Linked DNA regions of Sus scrofa: region 1 is linked to region 2. A link is a contact called in public promoter capture Hi-C data. All regions are on one chromosome and are shown on one strand. The core of a region is the stretch at or near the end of the contact, and the rest is flanking DNA. Distances in the headings are between cores, read along the strand shown.

Region 1 (4,587 bases), core at 1,661-4,160, 260 kb before region 2:
GGGAACTCCAAAAAATGTTTTTTAGAAAAGTTATAGGGGGATCTCAATTTGCTTTTCCTCTTTTTTTTTTGGTCATTTTAGGGCTGCACCCGAGGCATATTGAGGTTTCCAGGCTAGACGTCGGGAGCTGCAAAGGCAGATCCTTAACCCACTGAGCAAGGCTAGGGATCAAACCTGCATCCTCCTGGATGCTAGTCAGATTCGTTTCCGCTGAGCCACGACGGAAACTTCCCAATTTGCTATTCCTGAAGAAAAGTCCTTAAGCAGGGTTTCTCAACCACAGGATCATCAACATTTTGGACCAGATAATTCTTTTCCAGGGCTGCCCTGTGCATTAAGAGGATGTTTAGCAGCATCACTGACCTCTACCTGCTAGATGTCAACAGCACCCACCCCTCAGTTGTGACCACATCTCTAGGTGCTGCCAAACTTCCCAACTCCAGCCCACAAGGGGGGCAAATTTGCCCAATTAAGAACCACTGCCAATGCTATAAAACTGGGTTGTGATGATGACTATAAATGTAATAAAACTCATTGCATAATAAAAAATAAAATAAAAGAGATTAAAAAAAAAAAAAAAAAAACCACTGCCAAAAGGGTAAAAACAAGTTTGGTGCTAATGTTTTCTTTTTAAGCTGCTCACAGGCAACACCAATTTGTTATCTTTGGCTGGTTCTATTTACAGGAAAGAGTCCACTTCTACGGTTCCAGAATGACTAAAAGTATGGGCTTTTGGTTCAGAAATTTACTTGTAAAATTAGTTTGTTTTAAGAATTATGCAGAAGTTCCAGTCGTGGCACAGTGGTTAAAGAATCCGACTAGGAACCATGAGCTTGAGGGTTCGATCTCTGGCCTTGCTCGGTGGGTTAAGGATCCGGCATTGCCTTGAGCTGCAGTGCAGGTCGAAGACGCAGTTAGGATCCTGCGTTGCTGTGGCTCTGGCGTAGGCCAGCAGCTACAGCTCAGATTAGACCCCTAGCCTGGGAACCTCCATGTGCCGCGGGGAAGCAGCCCTAGAAAAGGCAAAAAGACAAAAAAAAAGAATTATATGCAATAACATGTAAAATGCTTAGCACCCGACATGTAGGAAATTTTACTATTTGTTTAGAACTAATTTTATACTTTTTGCAGAAAATACTCATCTTGTGGAGTTCCCGTCGTGGCTCAGTGGTTAACGAATCTGACTAGGAACCATGAGGTTGCTGTAGGCTGTGGCTACAGCACCGATTCGACCCCTAGCCTGGGAACCTCCATATGCCACGGGAGTGGCCCAAAAAATGGCAAAAAGACAAAAAAAAAAAAAGAAAAGAAAAAGAAAATACTCATCTTGTATCATTCTGCAGTTTTCTCAAAAGAAAAGCTGAGAAGCTATGTATCTTGAATAAATTGTTTTTGATGGGATTAAGAAAACTTTTCCATCTGGTTTCTGCTCCTCCCTACAACTTCTCTAAGTAAAACAAGAGCCTTCAAATCTGCTCTCCTAATCCCATCATCCCACATTTCAATGGTAAAAACAGGTAGGTTGGTGGTTGAAATCCTGAATATGCAGAACCCCCAAAAGAAAATTCACTTTAATTAAAAATACCAGAGGCTGGCTATTCAGTTCTTCCAAATACGATTTACTGTGTTCTATGTACAAAACCCTGGAGTGATTCTTACAACTTTATTTGGCCTTAAATGACTGCTTTCGTTGTCCTCTCTTCAAAAATCACCTGCTCCTCTCCTTCTCTCTCATATATACTTTGGCACCTCCATTCTTACAAACACGCATACTAGAAAATTTGAGCGGTTCTTTACTCTTTCATTTCCCTCTTCATCATTTAGTGAAAAACATCAAATTCTATGGATAGTTCTTTGGAAGCATCTCAAATCTCCACCTCTCTTTCCATCCCATCCTCACTCTGTATCACTGCCAAAGTGATGCTTCTATAAAACAAGTCTGGAGTCTGCTGCTGCTCAGCTTAAAACCATCTACTGACTTCACTCTGATCATGGGAAAATCCAAACAGCTCAGTACAACCTAAAGGTAGTGCTATGACCTAAAGCTCACTGAACTGACACCAATGGCTTTCCAGTCTTCTCCTCTACTCCATTTCACCTCCAGCATCTTTTTCCTGACCTCTCCCCGCTTCATTACTTCGACTATGCTCCAGAAGCCTGCGTGTGAATTACTAGACCAGTATGGACCCAGTCACAGCACAACGAAAGTGTAAATCTGGCCCTGGGGATAGTGAAAGAAGCAATTAAGCTTAACTCACAGCCCGTGTGCAAAATGGGGAAACCCAGAGAACCGTCTGTTCGAAGCTTTCCCTCCAAGACCAGGTGGGCTCAGCAAACGAACTGTCAAAGGTGAGGCCACAACAGACTTGAAACCGAGGAATGGGGTCGGCTTTCGCCGCCCAGACCTATTTGGTACCCAACCCAGCAGTCCTGAATCACAGACTAACAGACGACAGTTTCGAAACCCAATCTTGGAAACCCGAGGAGGCGCAAGGTTCTGTTAACTCTCCCCATCTCCATGCTCTTTGGGGCGGGGGAGGGGGGGGACCTCTGGTTTCTCTTCAGTTTTTACCTCTCTTGAGTGCAAACGTATCTGTAACTCTACCCTAATACCTTAATCACCAAACCTTCCCACCAAAACCTAGTCCCACCCTTTCCCCCTCCCAGCTTAGCCCATCCTTTCGGCGAGCCGACTATCCCATGGGTCGCCCAGCTCTGTCCCTTTTCCTTACTTCGGCAGCCGAAGGAAACTATTCCGTCTGCTCTTTTATCCTCAGCGGACTCTCCACTTCTTCGTACCAGCTTCCTCCAAACTCCTGTTCCAGCCTGAGCTCCACACCACGAGTGCAACGTTCAACCCACGTTCCACCCTGCCTGCTCCTCCCCCACCGGCCCCTCCGCTAGGAAAGCAGCTTCCGGCTAGAGTCCGCCGCTAAAAAGTTCCCCTTCCTGCTCCGCGCGGGGCCTGGAAGGACGTAAGTGTGGCGGGGAGGATGAGGAACGGAACACTTCCGGCCGGCCTCCGCAGAGAGGCGGGGCTGTAACTCTACCCTAATACCTTAATCACCCGGCTGGCAGCCGCAGCCGCAGCTTCAGGGGCGGGGCCGGTGCCTGCAGAGTCCGCCTTCTGTGAGTGGCTGGGTTTGGGGAGGCGACATTTCTGGAAGCTGATGGAAAGCGCTTGAGTGGTGGAGGTGACGCCAGCGACCAGGGGGTGGGGCGTGATTAAAACTAGTGCGCAGCCGGCAGCGGAGGGATTACGCTAAGAGGCAGGCGCGCGTCCCGTTGCGCACTAGCGATGCGAGCCCGGGTCGGAAGCTGATGCGCCCTTGAGTGACTTGGGTGGGTGGCCGGGCGGGCGAGGAGGAAGGGCTACCCAGCAGGCGGAGGGTGTGATGGAGGCTCTTGGCCGGCGCCCCCCTGCAGCAACGAGGTCTCCTCGACGGCGGGCTGCGCAAGGCCCCCGTAGTTCGCTCTCCTAAAGCCTCAGTGGGAGCCGAGCTGCCACATTGCGTGTTCACAAAGGGTCACCACACACGGAGCTGCCCCTCCCTGTCTCCCTAAACCCCATCTGCGAGGCCAGGGGCTTTTCCACCAGGATTCTGGGTGTTTCTCCTCCTTTGCTCCCTCCCAGATCTTCTAACGGTAAGGGGAGTAGCCAAAGCGCAGGGACTTTGAGCGCCAGGACCCTTTCTTACTTATCAGTAGCCGGAGGGTCCCTGCTGCACTCTTGTCAGCTGCCCTGCCTTGTTTTAACTCAGGGAAAGGGGGAGTTGTCGTGTAGTCTATAAGTTTAAGGCTCTGCTTTCATAGGAAGGTCATGTGGCTTAGGGGACATCGTGATCTCGTGTGCTATTTCTGAGTCTGCATTCTGAATCTTGCGGGCAGCATATTCCAGAAGTCCTTCGCTCGATTGGTTCTGTGTCCAGGAATAACAATATGTAGTTTCTGACCGTTTCAGTACAGAAGAACCACTATTGGCATTTTGGACTATGGGGCTTTTTTATTATTGGTCCCAAACTAAATCGTTATATTCTGGAATACTGCTGAAAATTTTGATAGGGTAGAGGAAGTAGGTCCCGTGTACCAAGGAATTCTTCACTGAGGAGTTCAGTTTTCCGTACTTCTGAATGCAGATAGCCAAGAAATCCAACAGGGAGTTTGTTTTGTTTTTCGCTAGACTGAAAAATAGCTTTTGTTTACCTTTTTGTTGTACTAGATTACTAATGTGCTGGTATATTTGTTGTAAGATCTTGCTAATTAGGTTTTTTATTTTGATGAATTATGATGAAAATATGAGAATGTAGCATTTCGTCCTGAAATAGTAGCGAAGACCCAGATTTTTCTCTTTCAACATTGCTATTTCCATTTTTAGAATAGAATACACTCTATTTTGTAATAAAAACATTTGCCGAATGTTTATTCCATTGAACAAAATAATTGATTCCGTCAAAATTAACCTAAAATTTTAAAGAGGAAAATCAACATCACCAAACTGAATTATATCAAACATTGTTGTCTGCAAAGTTTATTTGTAATCTTTTTGTGCAAATTTGATTATTTTGCTAGGGAAAAAATATGTATAGT
Region 2 (4,237 bases), core at 131-2,630:
ATGGTAACTAGTATTTCACTGTTTTTTGGAGGGTAAATTTACCTACGGTGAAATGTACCAATCTTAATTGTAGCATTTCCTGAGTTTTGACAAACGCAGACACCCCTGTACAGCCCAATCCCTAAGCAAGGTACAGGGCTTTTCCATCACCACGGAAAAATTCCCTCTTCAGCCAAACCCCACCCTCAGCTCCGGCCTCCCACCTTCTGGCTCGTCTCACCGATGGGTTAAAGAACTAATATTTAAAAGTTACTGTTAAATGCCAGGCTTTGTTCTGGAAAGCTTCATCAGTATCAGTGCTTTTCTTTCTCACAAGCACTGTGAACTAGATTATTATCTCCACGTTGCAGATTAAAACGCTGAGCATCACTGCCCCCAGGTCTCAGCTACCAAGTGTAGTGGCAGGTAGGGGACTAAGAAGTGGGTTTTAGAAACCCCTGCTCTTAACCTCAGTTCAGACTATGGTGCATCTCCGCGATGGGTCATGGCCAGTCCACAAACGATTAAAGAAATATTATAGCTCAAAATTCAACTGAAGTCTCAGCCCCCCCCCCCCCGAATAATGCGTTGTATTTTACTAAATGGTTCATTTCTATCCTACTCAGAAAATGGCAGAAAGGGGGTGTGAAAAACTGCAAATTCGGTTTTACTGGTGAAACACTCCAAAAGAGGTGGCTTGGGTTCAAACAAGCCATAGGGCCTGGCCAGTGGGGGATGCCCAGAGGAGGATGGGCGGCGGGGGAGGGCCTGGACCAGCGACCTTTAAAGAGCCGGGCGCTGCTCCTTCCTCTGACGCCACAAGCATCCTCTCAGAATAGAGCAGGCATCGACGCGCGGGCGGAGGGGACGGACACGCGCCCTGCCACGGGGATTGGACGCTGCGGCGCAGGGCTCATCGGCGGTAAGAGAGCGCAATTCGTCACCGTCCTCCTCAATGTCACGCTCTCCCTCCGCTCCCAGACGCACCCTCGCGCCTCCCTGCCCCCGCACCCGGGCGGGTTCCCAGGCTCCTCCCTGGAGCTGACTCCAAGCCCCCGATTTCCTCCCCCGCCCCGCCGTGCGGACCACAGCTGCCATGGCAACCGTACGCCGCCGCCGCCACCGCCTCTCCACGCACGTCGCGAACTAACGGACTCCGCGGCGGCTGCGGCCTGTGCCCCACCCCCACCCCACCTGCCCCGCAGCAAAACGGTCGGCCGACCTGCGGCACCTAGGTAATGAATCTGAGGGAGACGGGCGCCAGCAAGCCAGCCCGTGGTGAGGTCCCCGGGTTGAAAGTCCCTCCCCGGCCCCCGCCTCAGCAGACCCGGGGGCAGTGCGCGGCGGGACAGGCAGTGCGTGCCGGCGGGAGGGGGAGCGCCGCGGGGCGCGGAGCACTATGGGGATTGTAGTTCGGCGGCTCCTCAGGCTTGTGGCCTGGTGGGGCGGCCTGGATGGGCGGCCTACAGAGCCCGGCGGCCCCGACGACTGAGAAAGACCGATAAAGTTTGAGCGGAGCCGGAGAGGGACCAGTCTCTCTCTTTGTGGTGAGGGGGCTTGTGGGGGGTCGCGGAACGGCGTTCTGAGCGCTGGGAAGGGGAAGCGGAGGCGAGACCTGGCCTTTTCGCCCTCCTTTCGGCCCGCCCCGACTGCAGCGTTGGCCCCACCCCGGCCGGGCCGCCGCCCCGAGTAGCCTCGGGGAAGAGCGGCCGCCCGGCTGCTGCAGGGCCTCGGGCCTTCGGCACCTCTCATCCTCCCAGGTTGCTGCCTCGCGGTGCAGAACCGTAGGTATGGCACACTTTTGCTGGGAGACCTGGAAAACTGTTTTAACAGGCTTTTCTCCTTTTCCTGATACGTTTATTTCTAGGTATTTGATCAGTTTCACTCTGAAGCAGTTCAGAGGTGTTTGCATTAATTAAACCCTCTGATTAATAATTACTCAAAGGGCAGTAATATTTAAAGGTTAAATGTAGAAGTGGATGAAAGGTACAGTGCTGATAGATAGTAGTGTCTGATATTTTTACCGTGTTGCATTTTGCATTTTATTTATTGAGTCAAGATTACAAAATGAGAACCCCTTCCACCCCCCCCAGCTTAAACACTGCCAGCACACATTTTGATTCCATCTTAAAGGTTACATTAAATTACTAGTGTTTTTCAAAGTGTAGACTTTTTATTTTTTTTCTTTTTAAGCAGTAGTGATAAATATTTTCTTTGACTAGCCCAGTGTTCTCAGGAGAATAAAAAACACCTTTTTCTTTCTTCCTCCCTCCCCCTTCCTTCCTTTTTCTTTTCTTTCCTTTTTTCTAATGCTCTGGAATACACCTTGGCTCCTAAAGTTTGCTCAGGCCGTGATAGTAAGGAAAATTAACTCTGAAACAGATTTAGAAAACCTGCCTTGTCTACCTTTTAAAATTTTTCAATAGGTAGATAAGCATCCTAGAAATTTGGTATTTTTGCAATAGTATGTTGGGAAATAGCTGATGTGGGCTTATTTTATGTGTGTGATTTAGACAAGAAAACATAAGGCCACTATAAAATTCCTTTTCTCTTGATTAAATGAAGCTGGTCTCTATAAACTTAAAGTAGCGATTTTGTATGAGGAGATTAAAAAGTAGGTTTAATAAGGTCACTAGAAAAAAAATCAGCGCTTTGTGTTATACAGTATAGGGGTTTGAAGTATTTTATTTATTCATTTAAAATTTAAGGACCTGTTGTGTGCCAGGTATTGTGCCAGATTGTGGAATAAAGAGATGCTAGAAGATAATCTGTGCCCTGCATGGGCAAACGGCCATGTCACATCATCAGTGTGATAGAGCTCGTGTAAGTTGCTATACCCCCCAGAGTGTGAACACATAGTAATGTCATGGTAATATGTATTGAGTACTTACTCTGTGGGAGGCACTCTGCCACATGTTTTGGATGTAGCCCCTTATTTAATCCTTAATCCTTGCGAAGTAGCTGTTATTTAGAGATGAGGAAACAGCCTTAGAGACCTTGCCCAAAGTCATCAGTGTGAACCTGGGGTTTCAACCCAGGTGAGTCTAATTCATCTAAATCATAATCTCAACCACTGATGCCATTCTCTGTACCCTTTGGTCCTTGCCTCAGGAGATTAGCAGAAGTCTTCAGAATGATGTGACATTTGACCTGTGCTAAGAAAGTTGATTAATCTTGTGCTGGAGAGAGGCTGAGAAAAGTCTCTCTAGGCAAATGGCATCACAGAAGCAAAAGCTGAGATTTGAATGCTTTGTTTCTAGGGAACCCTGGGTCACTCTGATTACTGAACCCCAAAATACTTGCAGTGTAGTAGGGAGAGACCAGACCTCAGAGTACTTATTGCCATGATAAAAGAGTTTAGAATTTTTCTTCAACATGGGGCTATCATTGAAGAGTTTCCAGAGGAGTCGTGACATTATTGGGTTTGTAGCTGAGAAAGATAGCTCTGGCTCTAGTTTGGGGAATGGATCCAGAGGAGGAGAAATTAGAGTGGTTGGTGGGAAAACCAGTTTTAGGAAGAAAAAAAAAAAAGTCCAGTAGGGAGATGAAATGAGTCTAAGGTAAACCATTGGAGTTATAGAAGAGACGGGTTGTAGGAATATTTAAGAGATAAAATTGATAGGACTTAATAAGAGTTTGGATCTTGGGGGCTAGAAAGATTTGGAATCCTAAGATGAATGAATCCTAGTTTCCTGGCCAGGGTGATAGATGGGATAGTGAGCTCATTGATTGAGATGAGCAGGAGCAGGTTTTTATTGGGGTGATAGATAAAGATAAATCCTTTCACTTTTGAATATTTGTTCAAGGTTCCTGTGGGATATTCAGGGAAGGATGCTTTTGGATCTGGAGTTCAGGAGGTAGAGGTTTACATGTAGTTAAGAAGTTAAAGGAGAGAATGGATCAGCTCACATAGGGGGAACATGAAGAAATGAAAAAGGAAGAGGTTCGAATATGGAGTCTTTGGGAAGCAGCAGCATTTACGGGGTTCAGTGTTTGACAGGAAACGGGGGTGAGTCCACAGATGAGTGTGAGTGGTTAGGAGGCAGAGAGGAAGGAGAACCAGAGAGAGCATCCTAACAGACAGCAAAGAGTAGGAATCAGGGAGTAAGTGGTCCAGGTGCCTGGGGGAGGGTAAGGGAAGATTGAAATGTGTCTAATGGACTTGGTGGCTGCCCATCATTTCTAAACCTTGCAAAAATGAAGAAAAGGAATCTGGGCACAGGCTACTTGAGAAAATGTTAAAAATATTCCGTATTAA

Evidence for each region. Promoter capture Hi-C pulls out the DNA fragments that hold promoters and counts their contacts.
Region 1: a contact with region 2 is called in a promoter capture Hi-C map of liver, with 2.4 times the contacts expected there. The contact joins the promoter of USPL1 here to the promoter of KATNAL1 in region 2. A contact is called at or near these places in 1 of 5 promoter capture datasets (liver), 1 of 47 Hi-C or Micro-C datasets (heart right ventricle) and 2 of 2 datasets of contacts at active chromatin or transcription factors (alveolar macrophages and skeletal muscle).

What each region holds. Positions count from the first base shown.
Region 1 is chr11:7,319,510-7,324,096 of Sscrofa11.1, reverse strand. USPL1 (SUMO-specific isopeptidase USPL1) reads right to left here and starts at 2,910. Exons shown (of 9, transcript XM_021065545.1): 1 at 2,733-2,910. It also overlaps a transcript of HMGB1 not described here.
Region 2 is chr11:7,061,314-7,065,550 of Sscrofa11.1, reverse strand. It overlaps KATNAL1 (katanin p60 ATPase-containing subunit A-like 1), which reads left to right and starts at 1,380. Exons shown (of 13, transcript XM_021065541.1): 1 at 1,380-1,526.